Regions from separate parts of the Mus musculus genome. Here region 1 is linked to region 2. A link is a contact called in public promoter capture Hi-C data. All regions are on one chromosome and are shown on one strand. Each heading gives the region's core, a stretch centred on a gene start, on an enhancer-like site or on the middle of the called end of the contact. The rest is flanking DNA. Distances are from core to core; before and after follow the strand shown.

The links. Capture Hi-C pulls out chosen DNA fragments and counts their contacts.
Region 1: a contact with region 2 is called in a promoter capture Hi-C map of adipose tissue. The contact joins two enhancer-like sites. A contact is called at or near these places in 1 of 115 datasets of contacts at active chromatin or transcription factors (embryonic stem cells) and 3 of 9 other capture datasets (adipose tissue, embryonic stem cells and pancreatic islet).

The regions. Positions count from the first base shown.
Region 1 is chr12:85,961,081-85,967,452 of GRCm38.p6, forward strand. The region is part of intron 29 of Ttll5 (tubulin tyrosine ligase-like family, member 5); the gene reads left to right. Among named protein-coding and RNA genes, the nearest start is that of Gm51989, 33 kb to the right of the region's middle. Within about 2 kb of position 2,696, at least 95 of the 459 cell types and tissues checked have an H3K27ac peak or open chromatin away from gene starts, as enhancers often do. A contact at or near this core is called in adipose tissue, where this site is marked.
Region 2 is chr12:85,887,694-85,893,965 of GRCm38.p6, forward strand. Ttll5 (tubulin tyrosine ligase-like family, member 5) reads left to right here. Exons shown (of 34, transcript NM_001081423.3): 13 at 1,466-1,547; 14 at 3,328-3,389; 15 at 4,423-4,517. Among named protein-coding and RNA genes, the nearest start is that of Gm51990, 17 kb to the left of the region's middle. Within about 2 kb of position 3,063, at least 15 of the 459 cell types and tissues checked have an H3K27ac peak or open chromatin away from gene starts, as enhancers often do. A contact at or near this core is called in adipose tissue, where this site is marked.

The DNA of each region.
Region 1 (6,372 bases), core at 1,446-3,945, 73 kb after region 2:
ACACACACACACACACACACAGAGAGAGATCCTAGGGATTTATCTGTTCCTCGATGTTAAAGTTAGGAGAATTGACAGAATACATGCAGAGTTTATTCGTACTTGTAATGGGACAAGATATTTTGATATTTTGGGCATGAGATGCTCAGTCAGCTCTAACTCCAAGTAAGCGCTTCCATCTCCAAACTTGGCATTCTACCAGAGAATGGGAATCCTGACAATTGCAGACAGTCTCTGTTACTCCTTCCCTCTGTCCTGTTCTTCAGTAACCAGTCAGAAAAAGCCTGGTGTTCTGCTGTGTCTAACATGTAGAATAAATTTTTCAAAGATTCTGATTCCAGTTTAGCTAATAACTTTTCTCCATTTGTTTAAATTACTTCCCCCAAATAGTGCTGGGGGAATAGTGCAGAGACTCAGGTCTCTGACTTAACATCTTTTCATTCTTGGTCATTGGTCAGCAGCATTTGCTGTGTTCATGATATTTCCTGCGCATTTCCTATGTCAGGCATTATGCTACATGCCAGGCTGGAGCATCAAGTAATACAGAGTAGCCTCTGATCTCCAGACTGTGTGGTCCTTGTACTCAGTAGAGGGTTTACAGGTAGGTAGGGATTAAAAGATATGTAATCCCTGGTGTTTGATCACCAAGAAGTTAACATCTGGTATGAAAAGGAGTTGTATACACATGAAACAATTAGAGAGCCATTCCAGACAGCATATGCTGGTAACTGCATTTTATGGCACAGGCAATTGAAAAGACAATGAAGAACGGATCAGACTTCGGTCCTTTCAGACATTATTGCTACAGAATGACAGAACCTTTAGCTAGTGCACTGAGATGAGCCCATCACAAAGGAACAAACACATGCACTCTCTAAAGCACCCAGGGCCATAGAGATAGAATGTACGGGGTTGCCAAGGGCTGGGCAAGAGGAGAGGAAACGTCAGTCTGTCAGTGTTTAGTAGGTATAGAATTTCAGCCCTGCAAAATGAAAATATTTTAGGATTTAATGTAGAATAATGTGAATGTATTTAACATTATTACGTGTTAAGTAAGTACATGTAAAATGGAAAATACAAAATTGTGTGCTTTTTAGAACACTTTATAAAACAACAACATGACAAATCTATGCAAAGATTTAAAAGAGAGGTCTATGTTCCACAGAAGCTGTTCAGAAACCAAAGCTGCCAACTTAATAGGAAATGGGACTGAAATCCCTGCAGGGAAGGAAGGTGTGTGGCAACAGAAAGGGAGAGAACCTAGGGTATGACAGACCTTGCTTTTCTCAAGCGAGCTTGGACAAGTTATAGTTAGCTATACCTTCAACTACCCCCAACTTGTGTGTGTGTGTGTGTGTGTGTGTGTGTGTGTGTGTGTGTGTGTTTGTATGATAGTATGATAGTTAATAGAGATTAAGCCTACAGCCTATGCATTGCTAAACAAGCATTCTCCCACTGAGCTATAGCCCCAGCTCTATCTATCTTTAAAAAAAAAAAAAAAAAAGATTTATTTATTTATTTATTTATTTTATATGTGTGAGTACGCTGTAGCTGTACAGATGGTTGCGAGCCTTCATGTGGTTGTTGGGAATTGAATTTTTAGGACCTCTCTCTACTTGGCTCCAGTCAAGTTCACTCGCTCAAGTCAACTTCGCTTGCTCTCAAGTCCCTTCTCGCTTCAGCCCAAAGGTTTATTATTATACATAAGTACATTGTAGCTGTCTTCAGACAAACCAGAAGAGGGTGTAAGATCTCATTACGGGTGGTTGTGAGCCACCATGTGGTTGCTGGGATTTGAACTCAGAACCTTTGGAAGAGTAGTCTGTGCTCTTAACCGCTGAGCCATCTCACCAGCCCCCTATCTATCATTTTTAAATAATAATAATAATACCTACCTTGTTAGTTGTTAAAGACTAAATGGAATTGTGTATGAAAGTAGCCAGCATAGTAGAATGCCTGGTTTAGGTATAGGTTCTTGATAACTCTGAGTTGGGGGGCCCGGTAGGGGATTCAGGCAGACTGACTCCAAGAGACTGACTTAAAATCGGATTGCCCAAGATAAGATGCTGCTGCAGCACTCGGCCCTGTGCTGGTCAAGATAGCACACCCTCTGCCCCGTAGAGCACCTGAGCTAGATTGCCCAGAGGCAGTCTTTCAGAGGATAGGCAGTCTTGGGGGTGGGCAGAGAAGAAACTGCCCTTGCTGAACTCTGTTGAAGGGCAGAGACTGCACAGCACCCTTCCTCTCTGCTGTCCTCTGAATGCTGACATTCCCAGTGCAGCTCAGTGCTCAGCCAGTAAACACTCCATTTTCCATTTATCCTGGGGGTTGAGCTCTGGGACAGCCTTTCTCTGGAGGAGTTTGGAGCTTATAATTTTGTATTTCATCCTGTTATATAAACAACAATCTTCAGCCAAGGAGCACAATCACAGAAAGAAACCACTTTGGGGGTGGGGTGGAGGGCAGGCTAACAAAACAGCTTTTATGTTGGAGCTCTACAGAAGTGATTTTTCACTACTTATTTCTCTTTTCTTCTTTCTTATAAAACAAACTTTACCTGACCTTCATCCCCTGAGAACTCCACACCACACCGAAATCCCCCAAGCCGAGGCTTCCCCGGCATAGGACTAGCAAAGTTGTGCATATTTCCCTGAAGCTGCCCACTTCTGTGCCCGCTCAGCCACAACAATATAACCTCCTCAGGGACAGTGTCCACCCAGGCAGCTCAGTGTGTCACAGGGTCAGTTCCTTACCATGAGAGCAGCAGTTGGTAAACACAGGAAACGTGTTGCTCACAGCTGGCTGGGCATCGCGCCAGAGCACAGGATGCTTGGGAGCCTGGGGTCTCTGAAGGAAGAGAGGTAGGTCCTTGTCATCCACACGTCAGATGGAAAATACACACTGCTGTGCTGCGCTGCCGCCGTCGCACCCAGCGTGGGCAAGGTAAAGGCTCTCCGGTCTCACAGGGTGAGCACACACACACATACTCCTAGCTCATGGAACTGAGAACTTCTAGTCATCCCTCAGTGTCACTGAAAGAGAAGTTACAGGACCGTCAGATGCCAAAGCCTCAGGTGCTGTCGTCCCTCATACCACACGATGTAGCGTCTGCAGATAGCTCACACATACCTGCCCACAATGCTTTGTCTCCAGATTATACTACCTAACATTATATATGTAGATAGCCATTATAACATTGCAGAGAATTATCTATCATGGAAAATTTGTGTTCAGCACAGACTCAATTAAAATTCTCTTGGATCTGAAGTTGACTAACCCTCATAGGTAGAGAGGCTGAACCATCATTCAGGTGGCTGCGTTTCTAATCCGGGCCTAAGTCCTCTCTCAGGTTGCTGCTACTCTCCCCACTGTTACAAGTAAGAGAGTGTGAGGGGAACTCCAGCACTGAGGGAACTCTGTCTTTGTCTCTCACTTCTACAGAGAAATCCTGGAGATCCCTCTGGAGGCCTTACCCAGCACTGACTTAGCACACTTGGGAGCAAGCCCAGCCAGGGCGGCAGTCAGCACTTTAAACAACAAACAGGAGTTAGGGTTGAAGAAGCTTGAGGGAAGCAGTCCTTCCCCCTGTTGTAATAACCATAGAATCCTACCACCTGACACCGTGCAGGCCCTCCTCCTAGCGGCTGCAGTGAGGAGCACTTTGGAGTGGGTTTTGGGGTGCTCTCAGTTCCCTCACTTCAACACCAGAACCAAGAAACTGTTGGGTCAGCATTTCCTGCTCAACACCCTTTTGCACCCCCTGTAGAGTGTGAGGCCATCACTGTGTGGTGTCCTACAGTACTAGGGCAGAGAAAACAACAGTTTTAGATCACTGTGCTCAGGTTTATGGCCATATTAATTATGAAGTGAATGCCCTCATTGACTGTGAACCATTAAAGAAGCTAGACTTTTAACAAGTTATTTAAGTATGGCGTCTGTGTCCTTCAGGAGACATAAGCAAAGCTTGTGAACAGAGAGGCAGTATGGAAGAACTTCAGGTTTAAAAATTCATCACCCCACGTACAGGGTATGTCATAGCAGAATGGTCCTAATGTGACCATTTGCATGCTTCAGGGGTAGCAAGGACTTGATGTGCAACTCTGATGAGTCACCAAGTTAAGATGGTATTAATTAGGCTTCAAGACAGTGACCGACATGACATTTGGCCTGGTTCTTAGATTTTGCTGTCATCCTGCGACAAGAGAGAAATGTGGGTATGTCTCAGTGATGTGACTGTGATGGGGAAGAGTTTAAGTGAGACGTAAGGCTTTCTGACATGACAGGGGAAGGTCCCTTGAAGGAGGTGACCCACGTGCATAATGGCTAGGGGTTTTGGACTATTTTCTGTGGCCAAATGGCACCAAAGAAAGTGAGCTGAAGTTCTGCTGTCCTGCTGCTAAGTTCCTGCCATTCCCTCAAGGCTGTGGAAGCCTAGCTCTTGAGAGAGAGAGCGACAACATGGACATCCTTGGGGAGAGAGGGAAGGGGAGACTGGTGATGAGTAGTGTTCCATCAGGGAAATGGTTTCATCTGATAGTTGATATACTAATGTGCCTTTCCCTATTAGCCTGCTGTTAATTTCCTAAACACCAGAGCCGGTTCAGGCCCTGAAGGATGTGTCTTTAGGGAGAAAAATTAGTGACGTTGTTAATGCAAGCACTATAAAAGAATATGTGCCTTATTGATAAACAGCATTATTCTCAAAGTGGTGAGAGTTCAGAGGCAAGGATGTTTATGCTGGTTGAATAAACTGACCAAACATCATGGAAAGCTGGAAGCTGACGTTAGAAGGGTAGGCGGGAGTTGAGAGACCAAGGTGTTTCCTTGGTACCTGACTGTGTGGGATCTCTGAACCAGACAGATGAGATTCACGCTTCTATTCTTTTCAGCTAGTGTTGACAGATTGGTCAGGTGGCCTAGGGAACTCTAGTCTATATGTCTTTTTGGTTTGTTGTTGTTGTTATTCTTTTTCGTGTAAAATCCAAAGCAGGTAATTAAAAGGGAGCACTTGGCACCATTGTGCTTGGCAGTACAGAGCAGGTACCAGTGGGTGGAAAGCAAGAATTTCCATCCAGTCCCAGGTTGTGAATAGTGTACAGATCTGTGAAGAAAATTGGAGGCGGAGAAAGATCTGCAAAGTGGGCCAGGTATTTCTGAGAGACTGTGGATGGGGACTAGTTTGGATAAATACAGTGTTTCTGCTTGAAATGTATGTCAGCCAAAAAACACAGTGGATCCTGAGGAATAGGAACTGAAATCGATCTGGTTCCAGTAGAGATCTTTTTATTTCACACAACTATGCCAGAAAGTTGAGAGTTTCAGAAGTATAGATAAACGCTTATTCTGCTTTCTTCCACGTTCATAGCTAAGTGAGAAATTCAGGAGAAAAGTGAGAGCAAAGTACTGACTGACTTCCCAGTGATGGAGACCAGGTGACAGTGCTAGGCTCCAGCACGCAGGGCCCACCTCTCCAGGCTGGTTTCTAATCTGTTTTATTTATCCTAAATATTTTACTTTGTTTATTAATACCTTGTTAATTTGTGTAATCATAACAGATTTTTCAGGAAAAATTGACCTGGTAACACCACAGTCTGAAAAACAAAAAGACTGATTTGGGCCAAATCTCTAAGGTGACCGACCGCCCCTCTGGCCCAGCCTGCCTTCTTAGCATCATTCCTTCCCACACTTAGTCCCAGCACTTCAGAGGAGCAAAACCAGCCACTGAGGGCTGGGTACTCACCTGTAACCCCAGCACTCGGGGCAGTGGTGGGTGGATCTCTGGGAGTTTCAGGCCAGCCAGGGTTACACAGTGAGGCCCTGTCTCAACAATATTTTATTAATAAAATAATAAAAGAAAGTAAAATAAAAATGAGCCCAGTATTGGAACTGGAGAGAAGGCTAGGTGGACGAAGTGCACACTGGTCTTGCAGAGAGCCTGTTCCTCTCTGAGCACCTATGCCAGGCAGCTCTCAGCTACCTGTCATTCCAGCTCTAGGGATGCACTGCCTCTGCCTCCAGCCTCTTCAGTCACCTCAAGTCGCCTGCATACACTGACACTCAGATACACACATATACTTAATTAAAAATAAAGTAGTTTTTTTTGTTTAGTTTTTTTTGACAAGGTCTCATTGTGTAAATCAGGCTGGCCTGGAACTCACAGAAATCCACTCATCTCTGGCACCCGACTACTAGGATTAAAGGTGTACACTACCGTGCCTGGTGACAAAATAATTGTGTTCTTTTTATTTAAAAAGTATTGATGAAAAAGAGTGACTGTAGTTAATTTCTTAAGTGCATTTTGTTTATTGTGTGTGTGCGCATACATGTGCTGGCATGCAGGTTACAGTTGTAAGCATTAGTTCTTGCCTCCCA
Region 2 (6,272 bases), core at 1,813-4,312:
CAAAATTTCATTGGTTTTTAATTGGTTTCTATGGTTTTAATTGGTTACTATGTAAGCTGATATATTCATGAAAATACTAGAATATTCAAATCTAGATTAGTGTGGCAGTTATACGCCTATAGTCTCAGCACCTGGAAGCTATGTTAGGGGATCATGAGTTAGAGGTCGGCCTCAGTTACACAACAAGGTCTGTCTCAAGCAAACAAATAAAAAAGAGTGTGCATATCTGTTTGACTTACACAGTGGACATAGGCTATAGCCTGTCTGAATAGCCACTTATTGACAGTGACTTGAAAAGAGTTAGGGAGCCTGAAAGATGTGTTTTAGACTGATGTGACATCCCCAAGCCATTGTACGGGGTCAGACTGACTGCCAGGTCTTTACATCCTGTCCTAGGTTTCTTGGTCTGAATTATAGCTTTAGGTTTCTGTGTTCTAGACTATATGTTTAAAGTTTTTTTTTTTTAAGATTAAAGTGTAAAAAAAATCTTGAAATAGGGAAATTTATGTTGAAGTAAATTTCTTGAAAACCCCTGCTTGTTTTCTTTGAATGTGAGCTCTGAGGTAACAGGTTTTCTCTTGTAGAGGAGATGCAAGTGAGGTTTGTTTGAGTGACACTTGACTTAATGTTAGGAGTGAGTGGGAATTTGAGTCTGTGTGTTTAGAGTATGAATACCGAGGACCGTGGGCCACTGTCACTCCTGTCATGAGGATCGCAGCAGTCATATTCAAGGCTCCATGCTAGTTCCCCACTCTCTAGTTTTACAGAGTTGCACGATGAATATTAGCTTACTTCTTGCCGTAGCTGGAGAGGTAGAGGTAGAGAGTCAACAAAGAACCCAGACTCCATGGAGAGTTGATCTTTGACCCCTTCCTCTCCTTGAATAATACTAGTGATACAAGGCAGCTTGTCACAGCCTGCATCACCACTTGCCCATGTCTTCTGCGTCCGGCTGAATGTTTTACTTTCTCTTCTCAAAAAGAAACTGAAGCTGCAGTGGAGGGGAAAGAATAAGTATGCTTTACATTTGGATGTCTTCCGAACTAGGTTGCAGAACAAGATTGTAAAGCTAAAGAAATGTGAAGGAAGGATCCTGGAGCTGTGTCTTCTGGGGATGTCTCTGTTTTCATAGTATGGCAGAGGGGATAGAGGAGGCCAGAGCAGAGCAAGCCCTCTGTGGCTGGCGTTGGTGACAGGTGTTCTTGCTTGCTTCCCCTCACTGTTTACCCTCAAGCACATTAGGGTCTTGTGTGTTAAGTCTCTGTGCAGAACTCAGGAATAGCAGTAGCTTGTTGGGTTTTAGTGTTTTCTTCTCATTATCCTTTGGAGGAGACTAGCGTCTCTAGAACTTCAGGTTCGTTGCTTCTCGCTTATGCTCAGTGAGTTTCTGGGCCTCAGATGGGAGTTGAGTGACTGTGTGATCTTTGCATGGAAAATGATCTTGCATGTTGTGTTATATTTCCAGAACTGTATGGCTTTGATGTGCTCATAGATAATACTCTGAAGCCATGGTTGTTGGAAGTGAATCTCTCTCCTTCTTTGGCCTGGTAAGTCAGTTCTATCAACAAATAATAAGGACAAACCTGAACACTAAAATATGTTTTGTCCTTTTTTGGAGGGGGTGTATTATTTCTCCTGTGGTAAAAGACTTTTACACAGTAACGAGTAAACTTTAAAAACCAAGATGTTTATGGTATGCTATCAAAACCCCTACGGGAGGCAGGGACCCCTAACTTCTCAGCCAGTTTGTAATACATATTTGTCATTTATTTGGCTTTTTAAGGATAATTCTTACTTGACATTTCTTCAGAAATGCTCAGATAAGACTGTGTCTTCTTACTTGCATTATTAAACCACTTGAAACACAAAAAATAATGAGTTGCTTTGTTGGAAAGAGCAATAGTTTTGAGGAAATATTTTGCCAGACATCCCAAACTGTAAACAGTATGAACAAAGCACACTACTCATTAGAGAACATGAATATGAAAATAATAGTAAGCACTTGGTTTCTCCACTGTCTCTGTATGCACTAATGACACCTCAGACTTTGAGCTCACTGGTCTGTACTCATCCTGTAGCTTCGAAGTTAGAGCAGCCAGAGCAGAGCAAATGAAAAACAACTACTCCTTCTCCCTCCAAGCCAAGTTCTTCAGTTTTGCAGTGCTAAATAAATTATTCTTGGGGAAGATACAGTCCTATAGAGGTGTAAAACTGGGCTAAGGTACCAAAGAGCAGACTTTTTGCTCAGTTCTGTGGCCTGATGTCCACCTAAGGTTAATGTCTAAAACTTTTAACAATCTTAGATTTAAAAAATATAAAATCTGTTATTTAGAAGGGAATACATATACTTTTTTAAACACCAAAGAAGGCTGTGCTTACATCTGCAGTGACAGAATTTCTATTAGCTATGTGATTTTCTAAACAGAAAACCCTAGAGGTTTCTGCCAGAGACCACCCAGCTGCCGGGCTTTTAAGGATGAGAGAGACTGGCAGAATGCCAAGTCATCAAATAAAGACATGCTGAGTGCTTGGTGGAGTGGGGATTTGGCTCACCTTAGGTGTGAGGTGTGCCGCTGGGCAGTGCCTTCAGTTGTTAGCACTGCACTTTGTCAAGTCAGCCCTTTACAAATTGCCCAGTGAAATACAGGAGCCAATGTTAAACATCCCAGAGGGACACAGTGGGGCCAGCAGCAAGAGTAGCGTGGTTCGTGGAGAAGCACCTAAGCTCTAGGGCAGGCCTGTCCACACAAAGCCCTCTTGTTTCTGGTGCACACTGTTCCAGCATCCATGGATCCCTGCTTTCTTGTGTGGTGAGATGTTGGTAACGCTTGCTTGGATCTTGCCCTACTTTGTAACCCTGCAAGCCCAAGGAGACTGAGTTAGCACAGAAAATGAAGGCTTCCAAAAGTTAACCAAGGTACCCAATGTCCTCTTGCATGTGAGTGAGTGAAGGATGAAGTGCTGACGCATCACGTGAATGAGAGGCGCTCATACACTTACAAGTACACTGACAGTCCGAGCCTCTGAATCCCACAGGGATCTCTAGCTTGAGCAAAACTTGAGTTGCACAAGATCTGGAGAAAAAGACTCCATATCAGGGAATCAGTTTGTTGGTGGTAGGCCTGCCTAAGAGAGGATGAGTTGAGCACGAGGCTTGTGTTTCTGTTAATTTTCCACCCAGATGTCTCTCTTTCCTGTGGATTTGGTGTCCTGTGTATGTTCCTTCTCTGCCATTTGGAACTTTGCTGGACTGGGACCCGAGACGAGGCAGGTCTTCTCTTAACCTACAAAATGATCAATTGCTTTTTTCTTTCTCTTTTCTCTTAGTGATGCTCCTCTGGATCTAAAGATTAAAGCCAGTATGATCTCAGACATGTTCACTGTTGTAGGTGAGTAGCAGTGTGTTCTGAACTGGACTCTCACAAAAAATTAGCCAGCGCTTCCATTTGCCAGGCTCCGTGGTGTTGCCAACTGGCAGCTCCTAAGCCAGGCTGAATGTTTTGTACTAAAAAATTATATTTTCAGGGAAGTGTTTATATGTTTCTACTCCTCCTGGCTCCATCCTGTCCTGGGGCTGAACCACAACTAAGGCTGAGACCTGGGGCATGGGAATTATGAGCTGAGGCAGAGAATTAAGCAAAGATCTGCAGAGAATATATTTTTCTCTGAGCTGGGAAAATGAAACCCGGTGAAGAGGCCCTATTACAAAGGAGACCGGCTGGATTTCTCCTTGACAGTCTCTGTTGGTTTCAACATGATCCCTTCTGTAGTGTTACAGCCAAAGCAGCCCGAGGAAGAGATCCCAGTTTAAGTAGATAAGCCAGAACTTTGAAATGGAGATGGGCAGTCAGGTGGGTAGGATCCGGATTTATTATTGGGTTTTAGAATTTCCCAGAAAACAACAGTGAAATCCTTTTGACGTGAACTAGTGCTTGCACCAGCAGACATTGTAAAGCCTAGCTACTCTTCATTTTGCTTGAGAATCTAGTTCTTTTTAGGAGGGGAGTGAAACCGGTAGAAATTCAGTTTCTTAAGCTGTAGATAATCAATGGTAAACCCACTGCAGAAACTAGCAGTAGGCATCTTCTGTATTTGCAGGAGGTTGTAACAGGACATAGCACACTTAATACTGTATCCTTCTGGTAAAAACATTTTTCCCTGCATCACCATCTAGAAAACTACTTTCAAAACACATCAAGAAAACACTTTTCTTTATGACCAGCTAGCTAGTGTTTCAAAAAGATGATTTGCTCATTTGTTTGAGAGTCATCAAAATGCCACATCTTTGTCAATCAGAAGTACGTTTAGCTTCTCAGTCAGAATCACCCTCTGTAGGATGAGTCTAAAGATGCTTGACCCAAACCAGACAGGCTGATTTCTTCAGGCAAGGGTGGCTCTTAATACTGCTCATTCCCCATTCAGGATTTGTGTGCCAAGATCCTGCCCAGCGGACATCCAACCGGTCAATTTATCCCAGTTTTGAGTCTTCCAGGCGGAACCCTTTTCAGAAACCTCAGGTGAGCACTTGAGGAGTGTGAAGCCAAGAGAAGGCTACCTGAGGAGTGGTAGCTGACAGAGTGAGACGGCTAAAGCACTAGGGTTGTGAGGTCACTTAGGGCAGGAGAAGGTGGGGACTTGTTCAGCAGCAGCTGGTAGCTTATGCTTTCAACTGCTTCCCAACAACTTACGCCTTGTCTTTATTCTGCCTTTTCTCTTTTCACTACCTTTCCTTCTCTTTTTCATCTCACCATTTCTCCCCTCAGATTGACATGCTCATGAACAAGGCGAGGGGAGCCTGCTAATTCTTAAGCATGATGAGGCTTTTTCTAATCTTCAGACTAGTTTTGTAAAGATGATCCATTGAAGCAGTGTGTCCTCTGTCCTCTTTGAAGGGATCCTCAGTGGTCATGAACTCTGATCAAAGCCAAAAATACGTATCCAAAGAAGCCGCTGAATCAGGACCACCATCTGGTCAAATACCTCTGCAGTCTCCGTGCACTTTGGTTTAGGGTCTGCTTATTCCTTCGGTTCACCAGTCTGCCTGTATGAGTAATGTTACGAAAGGAGCCCCACTGCCTCCTTCCTCCCCATCCATCGGGTTTGACTTCTTGGCTACTCAGGCTCAGACGCTGTCTCCTAAAGGGTAGCCTGTCTTCAGGGAGCTTTATTGTCATCTCCCCTCGACTGCCTTGATTTCATTGCAGTGTTCTGCATTCCTTGACTTGTGGCTTTTAAATTGTCCTGTGCTCCTCTGCATCCCCTTTTCTCCCCCCTTTCCATCACTCTTTCCACCATTTCATATCTCCATTCTTCCTTCTCCCAGCCTCTTTTCCTCCATATTTTTCTCTTTGTCCATCTGCTCACTCATCTTATGTAGAGCACTGCTGTCTCAGATACCTTCATATTTGAACAGGGTTTTCATAGGCAGATGCGTCTCAGAGCTGCAGGCAGGTAATGTGAAGGACGGTAAGGGAGGCACACCACAGTGATGTGACAAGGTGGCTGTAGCTGGAAAACACGTGGTAGGCTTATAGGTATGCTCTAATTTATCACTGCCATGCTCCAGTGTGGGCCAGTGATGCTGAGAGCCTCCTGTTGTCAAGAGAAATCAGAGATTGTGGGGTTTCTAATTTGTTTTTGTTTTGAATATTGGCAACTAGCTCATTCAAACCCAACCCAAACCAACCCAAACCACTGCAAGCCAAACTTAACAGGTCTTTGAGCTAGGGTGGGTCCACAGCTGCCTGTCTGTGAGCCCTGCTCTCAGATAATTCCCTCCGTGGCGGTGTGCTGTGGAGCAGGGTGTACTGTATTGTTAGAGGTATTGTCTCAGGTTAGAATTACAGCCAGGCATCAGAGTCAGACTTGCTTAGAGCATCATCACAGATGAAAGGGACTTTTGTAATTTTAAGAAGAATGGTAGAGAATTATTAACCTGGCTCTAGTGAGAACTTTAGCAGTCACATCCTCACGTTAACTGTTCTCTCCACACCATCCCTGGGAAGAGCCTCAGACCTGGAGCTGGGAACAGCTCTTAAGGCTTTGATATCATTTCTTCCAGGCTTTTCTTCTAGGGATGACAGCATTCCAGCCTTGAAAGGATGGATCCCTTGTCTTACCTTGCTGTCAGCTTTTATTGGCAACTCTTCACAATACATCAGAAATTTACCCAGTGTTGATCTGTTTACTGGTGGGCAGGAGCTTGCCATCTGCAAAGGCTATGGAGGAGCTCTGCGTGCTGCATGAAACAGAATTGCTAGGCAGGCTGGCTC